2 separate regions of the Rattus norvegicus genome follow, and region 1 is linked to region 2. The links are chromatin contacts, called in public Hi-C maps. All regions are on one chromosome and are shown on one strand. Each heading gives the region's core, a stretch centred on a gene start, on an enhancer-like site or on the middle of the called end of the contact. The rest is flanking DNA. Distances are from core to core; before and after follow the strand shown. Region 1 holds the start of Rbms1 (RNA binding motif, single stranded interacting protein 1). Region 2 overlaps Rbms1 (RNA binding motif, single stranded interacting protein 1).

Region 1 (5,616 bases), core at 695-3,194, 170 kb before region 2:
GCAGACCTTTATTTTACTTTATTTTTCCAATGCGGATAGCCAATTGACCCAGAATCATTTATTGAAAAGTTCATTCTTTGCCCACTGCCCTGTAACACTGGCTCAGTCATAAATCAAACCTCCATATATGTCTGGGTCTGCTTTTGGGCTCTTGGAAATGGACTGGATTTTCATCATCCAGGAGAAAAAAAAATAGTAAGCAGAACAGTCTCTCTCACTCTGGCAATTTCCTGTGTCCAAACCTAGACTGAGTTCTTTCTCAACTTATTTCTCTTCAGTCAGTCACCCCTTCCAAACCATTATTCCTAGACTCTCTGGGTCCCCCCCCCCCCCACACACACAGCATGCTAGTGACTTCGTTACTTAAGAACCAAAGCACTCTCGTATGGAAGCAATATGAGGAACACTTTCAGCTCACCTCGTCAGACACTGGACCACTCTAACCTGCAGGTTGGCATTAATCTCCACAGTGCCCAGCATGTGACAGAAACTCAGTAAATCTAATTTCCTCGTGAGATTCTGTATCGATGAATGAGGAAGTACACGAGTCACCTCCTGACGTGTCCAAATTGTCTTCACATGAACTACAACTATTTTATTTTATTTTTTTCAAGAAAAAATGTACAGCCCAGAAACTTGTCTAAATCATATAAAGATAAGGGTTCCAGCCCACTGTGTTTATCATTTTTAAAGCCTGTCTTAAAATATAATCATATAAAGATCTGATTACTGAAGAAAATCATGCATTCCTGTTTGACTGGATTTACCTTGCACTGAGAAGTGACCAAAAACCAAAACCAAACAAACAAAAAACAAGAAAACAAAACAAAGCAACCGAGTTCGATTCAATAAATGTTTTTCTCCTAGTCTTTTATCAGCCGGGCAAGGACATCAACTTAGGGACATTCTCTTCCCCATCCTATTGTACATCTCATATTGTCTCTTTTTTAGCTAGAATATAAAAGTCTTCTGCAGGCAACTTCAGGGACCAATTAACTCCATTAAATTATATCCAGTTATGTAGTGAACTGAACCGCTGCTCGTCTGGGGCTGTCTAGAGCTGAGACAATTAGGAGACGGAGAGAAGCAGAAAGGGAGATTGATTTTATGTGTCACTGAAACACACTGCAACAATATGCCAGCGTGACTTTCAAAATGGCCTTAAAATATTCCAAACTCAGGGAGTTTCCTTGCTCCTGAGTGGGAGTTGACAGACTGTCTGGCAGCATTAGAAAAGGCAGGGAGAAACTGATGTCTATATTGTGTCCTCTAATAACATTCTTCCTCTTTTTGGCATCTTTCCCTTAGAAGGACCCGCTAGTTTGGTGTGTGTGTGTGTGTGTGTGTGTTTGTGTGTGTGTGTGTGTTTGTGTGTGTGTGTGTGTTTGTGTGTGTGTGTGTACACGCAAAGAGCATGGTTTCACATCTGGGAAAACCAAACCGAAGGACACTAACCTTCCCAAGGTCACTTAGAAAATTAGTGCTGTGACCTGGTGTGTGGGTGGAACAGAACCCAGGTGTCCTGGCTCCAGCTTTGTGATTGGACATTAAAGCATTTTCCTTTGTGGGGAGAAAAAAAAAATCACCGGTCCGGGAATTTGGGGGAAGTGAGAGATTAATCAGATTTCCTCTTTCCCTCTTTCCCTCCCTCCCTCCCCCACTTACGAAGATTAAAAACTCAGGAAAGCTAGAGGTGCCTTCTCGGCAGTTATTAAGCAGGGTCTACCAAACCTATTCCCACCCTGGACACAAAGCGATCGCCGCTCCCAGAGATTCTGTGCGTCCTCTTGAGAGCCTAGGAGGTGAGGAGTGGTGGAAAGTCAGCCCTCACCTCCAGCGGGTCCCGGGCTCGGCGGCGCCCAAGCCCCGCCCCCGGCCGCCCTTCCCCCGCGGCCTCGGCAGCCAGCCCCTCTCCCCTCTCGCTGTCGGGCGCACCCACCCCAGATGCCGCCTGGCACCAAGCGCAGCCGCCGCCGCCGCCGTACTTTCCACTTGTATTGATCACTCGTAGCTGGGCTCAGCCTGCTCCCGGAGCGCAGCGCGGCCAGAGCGCCAGCCCTTGGCAGCTCGGGCACAGTCGGGCTCCCAGAGGAAACTCCTTGGGAGCGCCCTGTCCGGGGTGTCCTCTGCGCTCTGCAGTGTCTTTCTGTCTGCCTGGAAGGAGGAGGAGGAGAAGGAGGAGGAGGAAGAGCAGAAGGAGGAGGAGGAGGTGGAGGAGGAGGACGTCGTCTGGTCCCGGTTGGGAGGTGGAGCAGTGGCAGCAGCAGCCGCCGAGGCAGCCGCCGCCGCCGCCTCCGGAAAGGGAGAGGCAGGAGAAAGAGATCGGGACTTGGAAAACCTAAAGTGTCTTCGACCCTGCACGGCAGGCTTCCTTCCAGCTTCATGGGCAAAGTGTGGAAACAACAGATGTACCCTCAGTACGCCACCTATTACTACCCCCAGTATCTGCAAGCCAAGGTAAGGAGGCGCGGGGAAGGGTCGCCAAAGGAGGGGACCGCGGAGGCGCGCGCCGGGCCGGGCTGGGGAGGGGCGCACGGCGACCCTCCCGCCTCTGGGCACAAGTGCTGGGGTTGCTAACTATAGCGCTGGCCTGGGCAGAGCCAGGCTGTGCGCGGGGCGGCGGCTTCCCGGGGAGCCGATCGCGGCGATCGGGTTACAGAGAGTAGCGGGGGGGAGCGACTAGACAGGAAAGGACCGCTGGCCCCTTCCTGGCCGGCGAGGAGGAAAGGGTCTCGCGGCCTCACGGCTCCCCCTCGTCCAGCCCGGGCTGGCGGCCGGCCGATGCTTGGGGCCCGCGGCAGGACCTGCTGGCGGCACGGCTTTCAGACCTCTCCAGGGCCTCGCCCTGCGGGCAGTAACTGTGGGGTCCCCTTGAGTGGCGCGCAGCCCCCCGCCCCGCCCCGCCCCGCCCCGCCCCACAGGACTACCCTCCAGCTCCCGCGCGCGCGACGAAGGTGGCTGGAGGGGGCCGGGACGGTCTCCTCCCCGCCTTGGGCCCTGTGCGCCCGCCCCTCGCCTCTGATCTTTGTGCGGTGTGGCACTTCACCTGGTTACTGATTTCCACTTTTACGCTGGTGTTTTGGGTAGAGAAGTGGCCAAAGTTCACTCTGCATTCATTGATATCCCCTTTAATCTTCTCTGTAGCTTTTACATGGGAGGGACAATGGACAGATTTCGATGCATAAAAAGAAGTGACTTTGTATTTACTTTTCCTTTTTGGTTGTTGTTTTTAAACCGCCTTGAGTGTGTACCAGAGAGTGATTTCCAATTCTGCTCAAAAGTGGCACAGTCTTGGGTAAGGACCGCTGATGACATGTAGGCAGGCAAATTGTGCCTGGCTTTCCAGGGACCCTGGGCACTTTGTTAATGGGCCTATGCTAATTTTACAACAGTTTGATGTCTCATAAACTAATTTTAAAAAATTATTAGGGTTCATGAAAAGTGCACCTTACCGCCCTGGAATCATACGCCACAATTAGGAAAGGCAGAATGGGATGGTGGGTACAGCAGCCTTCTTCAGCTGTTAACACACCTAGTATGTCCTTCTAGATCACAAAAGAATCAGGTATGGATGCAGTGTTTGAACTTTCTTTAGGGGATTGTTTGCTGGCAGATGGACATTGCTGACCTGGTACTAAGAATCTATGCTTCAACCTTGAAAGCTTCTCTTTCTCTCAATGTGTGTGGTCCATGATGCCCTACAACATAGCTCAGTGTTTGTCCACGTAAAAAGGACTTGTCAGCAGAGGCCAGAAATTTCCCAGCACCTAAAGGCCTCCTTGCTGCTCTCCCAATTCCCCATTTACCTTCGCTCACTGGAGATCTGTAAGGTGTTCGCAACTGCTAGAGCAGGACCGTTCATCTCCATGTGGTTGACATGCCATTGTTTTAGGAACTTGAGGGAGATTCTCTCTCTCTCTCTCTCTCTCTCTCTCTCTCTCTCTCTCTCTCTCTCTCTCTCTCTCTCTGTGTGTGTGTGTCTGTCTCTGTCTCTCTCTCTGTCTCTCTCTCTGTGTATGTGTGCTGTTTGAAGAAATTTCGTAACGTGATCTATGCGCCACCTTTTAGCTGTGTTATATATTTGATGCATTCATTTAAATAATTATGCAGCATTTGGTTGCCTGAAGGACAAGCCTATTCAACACTTAACTCCATGAATAATAAATGCACACATTCAGGTGAAGAAGGGGAGGAGCCATGTTCCTATGAAACATTTACCTTAGTAATTTTTATGTACCATTAGTAAGTTAGAAACCAACTGCATAGCATTTAATATAGCTAATGCAATGCCATTTGGCTTTTATTATTATTATATATATAAATTTTTTTTTGCCCTGTAAATAATTGAAGAGAGGGACAAACGGCAAAGCCTGCTGGAGTAATTAGGGCTGGATCCCAGGAAGCTTTAGGGTCCATTTTCTGAAAGTGTGCTTCCTGCATAAAGCATTTAATATTGATTTGTGTTACAGTAAATGACAGCCTCAAAACATACTTTGCTGTTTCTCCTATGAAATCTGAAATCTTATTACTCTGAATCCCTTTGTTTCAGGAGAAAGGTGCGTCCTCGCTTGACCTATATAATGTGGTGTTTTAAAAGTTTGGTAATTAAATCTAAACTCCCCATTGTAAAGGTGTCATAATTAGTTCAGAAAGGAGTGTCTCCAAAAACACGGAGATGTAGATTCTAGATATCAGAGTCGGAGTCAGGGACACACACCCCTTTTCTCCTTCCTGTAGTCATTGGTAAGATGGCGGTAGTGGAAGTCATTAAGAAATATGGAGACTTTATTTGACTTCTAGTTTAATGACAAGCATAATCTGCCTGAAGAGTTAATGAACTCACCGAGAATGCTTGTCCACCGTGCGGATGCTTGCCCGCGTGTGTTCTGACCTTCAAGAGATGGAATACGTCACTCTTTGTAAAGTACACTGATGTGTTTGGCTAGTCCCAGCTGTTGTGAACTCCTGCTTGAAAGCTGTGTCAAAAAACTAAGCAATGGTATGTTAGTTATTTAAGAACGTATTTAACCTGAGATTATAAAGTAGATGTGGTTTTGTTGGGTTACGTGAGGAGTAGATGGATCTGACATATTTCCTCAGAGGACTGAGTGAATACCGATTTTAAAAAAGTTCTTGGGGTTGGGGATTTAGCTCAGTGGTAGAGCGCTTGCCTAGCAAGCTCAAGGCCCTGGGTTCAGTCCCCACCTCCGGGGGGAAAAAAAAAAAGAAAAAAAGTTCTTTAAAACAAATTTTATTAGCATACTTTCAAAAGTTGCATGTGTCAAATGCTTCTTGTGTTAATCTGATCAGAGACTGTTTTGGCAAATTTATTTTTGAAAGATGCTCCCATAAAACACATCAATTCATTTTACAATCAGGAAAATAACACTTAGAGTCAACAACTACATCTGGGTACCTCACGCTTTGACAGAAAGGAAAGGTAATATCATCTGCACAGAACTTCCGGTTGATGTGAGGCTTCTGAGAAGAGAGTGGGCCTGGATACATGTGAAATGTAGTCTCTGTCATGCCTCAGCCTATGGTAACACAGAACTGGAGCACCCACTTTTACTCCATGGGGGTGGTTTTGTTTTGTTTTGTTGGTTTTTATTTTGC
Region 2 (5,344 bases), core at 2,383-4,882:
CATTTTGCAATCCGTGATTACCTGCTCTGTTACGCAAGAGTTTGCCAAACAACTGAGACTGGGGGAAATGCTTACTGACTGGGTCATATAGCAGATAAGCATTTAACACACCCTGGCTTCCCATAGCCCTCTGCCTTCCAGAGTATAGCCAGAACATCCCCCAGAAAATCCAGTGAATCCGAGTTACAGTGAGAGGGAACCATGGCACCTTCATTTGGGATGCGGCCATTGAGCGAAACAGACATGAAGTAATTTTACAGCATTCGCCTCGCTTCAGCTGCATCCTTTCAGACAATGATGATTTCCCCTTGACTTTCTTATGGTGTAAGGTTCAGAGCCCCTGAGTCTCTCCTCCTGTGCTTGTAGGATGCTTGCTTGTCTTTATCTGCAGTATCTAAGGACAGTGTGGTTCAGGGACAAACCTGTGGGTAATCGATATGGGTAATCCTATATCCCTCCCCTTCGGCTCTGTTCTTGGGGCTGCAACTACTGTGACAAGTGACCTTTTGAGCGAAGGAAATTTAGAGATGTCAAGCTGCTGGCTGCTGTTCCCTTAGGTACACAAAGCAAGTGGACCTTTCACCGGGGGGAATTTATACCATACTTCCAAGTTTGTCAGAAACGAACTAAGGAAGATAGATACTGTCTCTCTCACCAGTCTCTGCTCTGCCTGGCTTCCTGGGATTGTGGGGCAGTGGAGGATTACTGTCCTACAAAAGGATGAAGTGTGTTTGGTAGTTAGTATACTGATGCCATATTTTGTATCAGAGCCAGCTTTAGTGTAAGGCCAACAAATGTCCAGTTTGACGCCTATACTCTGGCTTGTGGCAGAATCAAGAGGAACATTTGAGGTAATTTTGCATTCTGTTTCAAGTGGTGTGGAAAACATGTTTGCTTTAGCCCTTCTATCTTTCTGTCCTCCTTTGAATGAAGTAGTCATATGTGGCTCTCAGTGCTGAACTTGTACACATTCAGTGTCTAATGACTCTGGGGCGTGTGTGTGTGTGTGTGTGTGTGTGTGTGTGTGTGTCTGTCTGTCTGTCTGTCTGTCTGTCTGTCTGTCTCTGTATCTGTGTGTCTTAAGGTTGACTGGTTTACTTTAAGTGCAACATATGTGTGGCTGTTTGAAAAATAATCACCTGGGCTTCTCCCATGCCACAGCTGTGTAATTTTCTTTTTGCTACTAATTTTTTATTTCGTGTTAAACTTCTAAATTGCTTTCCTACCTATGTTTCTTTATAGGATTCAATTCTACCCACATCTGTTTTCAAAGATAACATATTTCTCTTCTATTTCTGCCAATCCCTTCCTTCCCCACCCTTTTTCCCCCCTCACCAGACACTTTCATTAAGGGGAAATTACACTGCCTGTTTATGTTGTATGTGTTCAACCAATACACTTGAGTGTTTATATGCGATATGCAAAGAAAACTATGCTAAAAGTAACAAAAACAGTGGGTCTGTTCTTTCTCAGAGTTTTGCAGTACATTAATATTTTGATAAGAAAGTAGTCCAGGTTGCCTCTCATTGGTGTCATTACCAAAAAAAAAAAAAAAAAAAAAAAACCGCGATAGCCAATCCATATTGTCTTCTGTGATGCAGATATTTTGGGCAGTTGTATACCAAGAGTGACACAGAACCGATCATTGATTATATTAGAACTTGAGGCCACATCTCCATAGTTGTAACTCCCTGCTTTCTTTCTGTTAGAACCAAGTTTTCCTTATGGTACGTCACTACAAAAGGTGAGACCACCAAGTCAGCATAAGCAATGCATTATATACTGTAGGGGAAGAGGAAAATAGTTTTATAAGTAATCTTGATGGTTTCACCAATCCAGAGATAAAGGCTACTTTCTAGCCGGGCAGTGGTAGCACATGCCTTTAATTCAGTACTCAGGAGGCAGAGGTAAGCAGATAACCGAGTTCAAGGCCACACTGGTCTACAGAGCAAGTTCCAGGACAGACAGAACACAGGAAAAAACAAAACCAAAGCAAAGCAAAACAGTAACAAAAGCCCCAACTACCTTCTGTAGCCAAGTTGTCCTTGCTTTAGGACTTGAATATTTATCAGTGAATGAGACTTTGAGATCAATTCAGTGACATACACTTAAACCCCTTGATTCTGTCTCCAGCATGCATTATCTTCCTCTAACATAGAAATACTGGGGAACACTGATTTGGGTCCAAGCATCTATGACTGTACCCTGAAGAGCTACAAAGTCGTCTGTGAAATGCTGTTATGATGTGCGTGAACATTGGTGTGCCGCAGTGCTTTTATTTAGAAGAAAGGCTACACATTTTCACAGACCATATGCCCCACCCACCCAATGGGCGTCTTTGCTGTTTTTGGCGAGGTAGTTTAATGTTCAGTCTCCGTGTGGTTTTTATTTCTAGCTGAATATGGTAGGAACAGTCCTGGGCTCATATAGGAAAGTCGACGAGGATGTTTTTGAGATTAATGAGAAAGTTTATCGGTTCTAAAATCCGGAAGGAAATTACCAATTTTATTTTCATTTAAAGGATATATTAAATCTTTTGAGAAGGAAACATGGAGTGGTGCTTCATACCAGAGCCTCTGTGATATTGTCCCATGAAAGACCGCTGGGCTACCTGCCCCTGAGAGGGAGAACACATGAAAAGAGGCTGGGTTCTGCCACGTATCCCAGCCTGCGCACTGGGCTAAACTCACTGACCTCCCCGGTTCAGAAACTTGAACTTGAGGGTCTCCTTTCCCTGTCTTCTGAATTCACGAGCAAGTCGCTGGCTCTCCACAGCAGACACCTGGGACTGCTTTTCTCAGAAGTTTAATTGAGCATTTAAGGCTCCTTCAGAGAAGCCATTTGTCTTAAATCTCTGCTGGCCTCTGGAAAGCCCTGCTCCCCTCAGTCATCCATACTAATTTGTAGGCATACAGCAAAGTAAATTAAAAGACATGGCTGTCTTTGCTAATCCTGGGCATCAACTGTTTCGTGAATCTTGATAAAAATCTTGAGTCTGCTGTTTCATTCCGTGGTTGTTTTGAAAAACCTCCAGCCAAGATGCGTTCCCTTTCTCTGGAAGGCGGGCGACTCCAGGCCCTTCCCCATCCTCGATTTCTGTTGTTCTCACATAGGTTTGCACGAAACATCTGCTGGCTGAGCCTCTCTTCATAGCCTGCCTGGGTGTCTGCTCTCCCCAAAGGCTGCCTTGTTCAGCCTGACACTCCCTCTGCATTTATGCCTTCTTTGTTTAGGATTCTGCACACAAGATTTTTATTTGGTACGGAGGTGGGTTTACCCTGAAAATTCCTCGCCTCCCTCAAAGGATTGTCCCCTTCATAGTAGATCCGGCATCTTATACATTTTTCATAGGTTGTGTGCGGTGAAGGTCACACGAGGGCATGCTATGAATATTGGTGAGCCTCGTTCTTGATTTGATCTCTTCCCTCGTGCTGCTCTCGTCTTTCCTGTGATCGGCTGGCCTTCCGCAGCAGGGCTTCGGTTGTGTCTGACCTTCAGGTCCTGCAGTTGCATTCCTTGCCAGGCGTTCTCCTCCTGGAAACTCTGGCTTCTCGTCTAGCTGTGTACGGCACAGTTAGTTCCCTGCGCTGTGTGCTCGCCACCCTTTGCAGCCGTACAGCACAAGCAGATGGGGCGGTTATCTGAGTTCAGACAACTGAAACGGAAACTTGACTGTCTTTATATGCACTTAATATTGTCATGTCCTAGGCCAGTTTCCTGAAACCATGCATGAACCGTAAAAACCGTCAGCATGAAACATACGAAGTCTTAGGAGATCTGAACTCGGTTGCCTTCTTTAAATTTTTCTTATCTTGTATCTCATTTGCGAATCCTCAATATTTCTTTTATTAAATAGAGAAAATATTACCAATTGAATTATTCACGGTAGTGGGGGATTCAGAAGAGCCTGGGTAACTCACTCCTGCGTTTCCTTAGGCCTTGTTCATTAACAAACCTTTCTGTTAAATGGGTATCACTTGTACGTTCCTTTCTTCCCTCTGTCCAGCTACACGGTTCTGTGAATTAAAGCAAATTTGAGGAAATACCTTTTCCTGAAGAGTCCATGACAAAATAAAGTCAGAGAAAGGGTAGCTGGAGAACTCCATCCTCAGAGTTAATCCGTGCCTGTCGAGGTAGGGGTGGGGTTATGGTTGTGCAGAGGCGTGAGCGTATGGCTGTAGATGGCGCACACAGGACATGCAGGGTGAAGATACATTTGTATTTGTATATTAGGGCTTTTTTTAATTTTCCCCTCACAATTCCAAAATAACAAGAGGGGGTTGACAGATAGTCCCCATATTTTACGTACCATGAAATAGATTCATGAATGATTCCTTTCAGACTTTAAAGCCAGTTGTGCTTCCCCTCACCGACATATTTTATTGGGTATCTGATCCCAAGATAGACCACGTGACCTCTCTCTCTGACTGTTATCAGCATCCGTCCCAGAGACATTAGCAGCGACAGTCCGCCCTCTCTCCATCTAAAGCACGCAACTCAAAGTGGAATTGCTTTGAACCTGTCTGCGCTCGGTGACCCAAGCTTCTGTAATTGTCAACATGCGTGGCCTTTCAACTCCAAAGCAAACTTCCTGTCTTTGCTGCTTGCAAGCTGTGTAACCCTGGGTAGACTCACTCTGCTCCTGAGTTTCACGTGTGCAAAATTGAATCAAAAACCACCTATTCAAAGGTTGCTGTGAGGATTAAATTATAAGACAATCACTGTGCAGAAAAGTAAGAGTTTATTAATATGACACATGCCTTTGACCCCCACCCCCAGGAATTAACGAAGTCAGCAGCTTCTAATATTTTTCCTTAGTTTATCGTCATTCGACACTGTCTGTCCACCTTGCTGTCTGTTACCACTTACGCAGTCATATCATCTCGAATCTGAACATAAGCCACCCTCCTGTACTCATGAGCAATATTTGGCTTTTTCAAATGTGTCCTTTTCTGTTAGCACTACAAATACGTTATTTTTAATATTCCCATCGACTATTTTTAATGATTAGTAAGCAATAAATGATGCCTCGGGAATGTCCATAGCATATTCCAAATCTAGTACAAGCACCGCCAGCATTTAAACTTTTGAAATGCCAAGTGTTAAGGGAACATGTCAACCACGATCGCCATCTGTCGGTGGTGGCTGGTGTAGGCTCCCATTTTCTAAGCTCTCCTGTAACTGGGAAGAGGGGCTGGAAAGTGGGGAAGGGAACAGAGGGTGCACTCCTTTACACACGCACAGCCAATGCTCACACCCTGTAAGGAGGTACACGGACACTCAGACCTAGGACTTTAGGCGATTTTAATTTTGTCAACCTAAGAATCTGTGTTCTAATTTCAGT

The links. A called contact is a pair of places that touch in the nucleus more often than the background predicts.
Region 1: a Hi-C map of liver shows a contact between it and region 2, with 3 times the contacts expected there. The contact joins the promoter of Rbms1 here to the enhancer-like site in region 2. A contact is called at or near these places in 7 of 12 Hi-C or Micro-C datasets (Schwann cells, frontal cortex, kidney and 3 more).

The regions. Positions count from the first base shown.
Region 1 is chr3:65,825,341-65,830,956 of GRCr8, reverse strand. It overlaps Rbms1 (RNA binding motif, single stranded interacting protein 1), which reads left to right and starts at 1,944. Exons shown (of 14, transcript NM_001012184.1): 1 at 1,944-2,457. The coding sequence starts at 2,383.
Region 2 is chr3:65,655,364-65,660,707 of GRCr8, reverse strand. All of the region lies in intron 2 of Rbms1 (RNA binding motif, single stranded interacting protein 1), which reads left to right. Among named protein-coding and RNA genes, the nearest start is that of Itgb6, 130 kb to the right of the region's middle. Within about 2 kb of position 3,632, at least 4 of the 93 cell types and tissues checked have an H3K27ac peak or open chromatin away from gene starts, as enhancers often do. A contact at or near this core is called in liver, where this site is marked.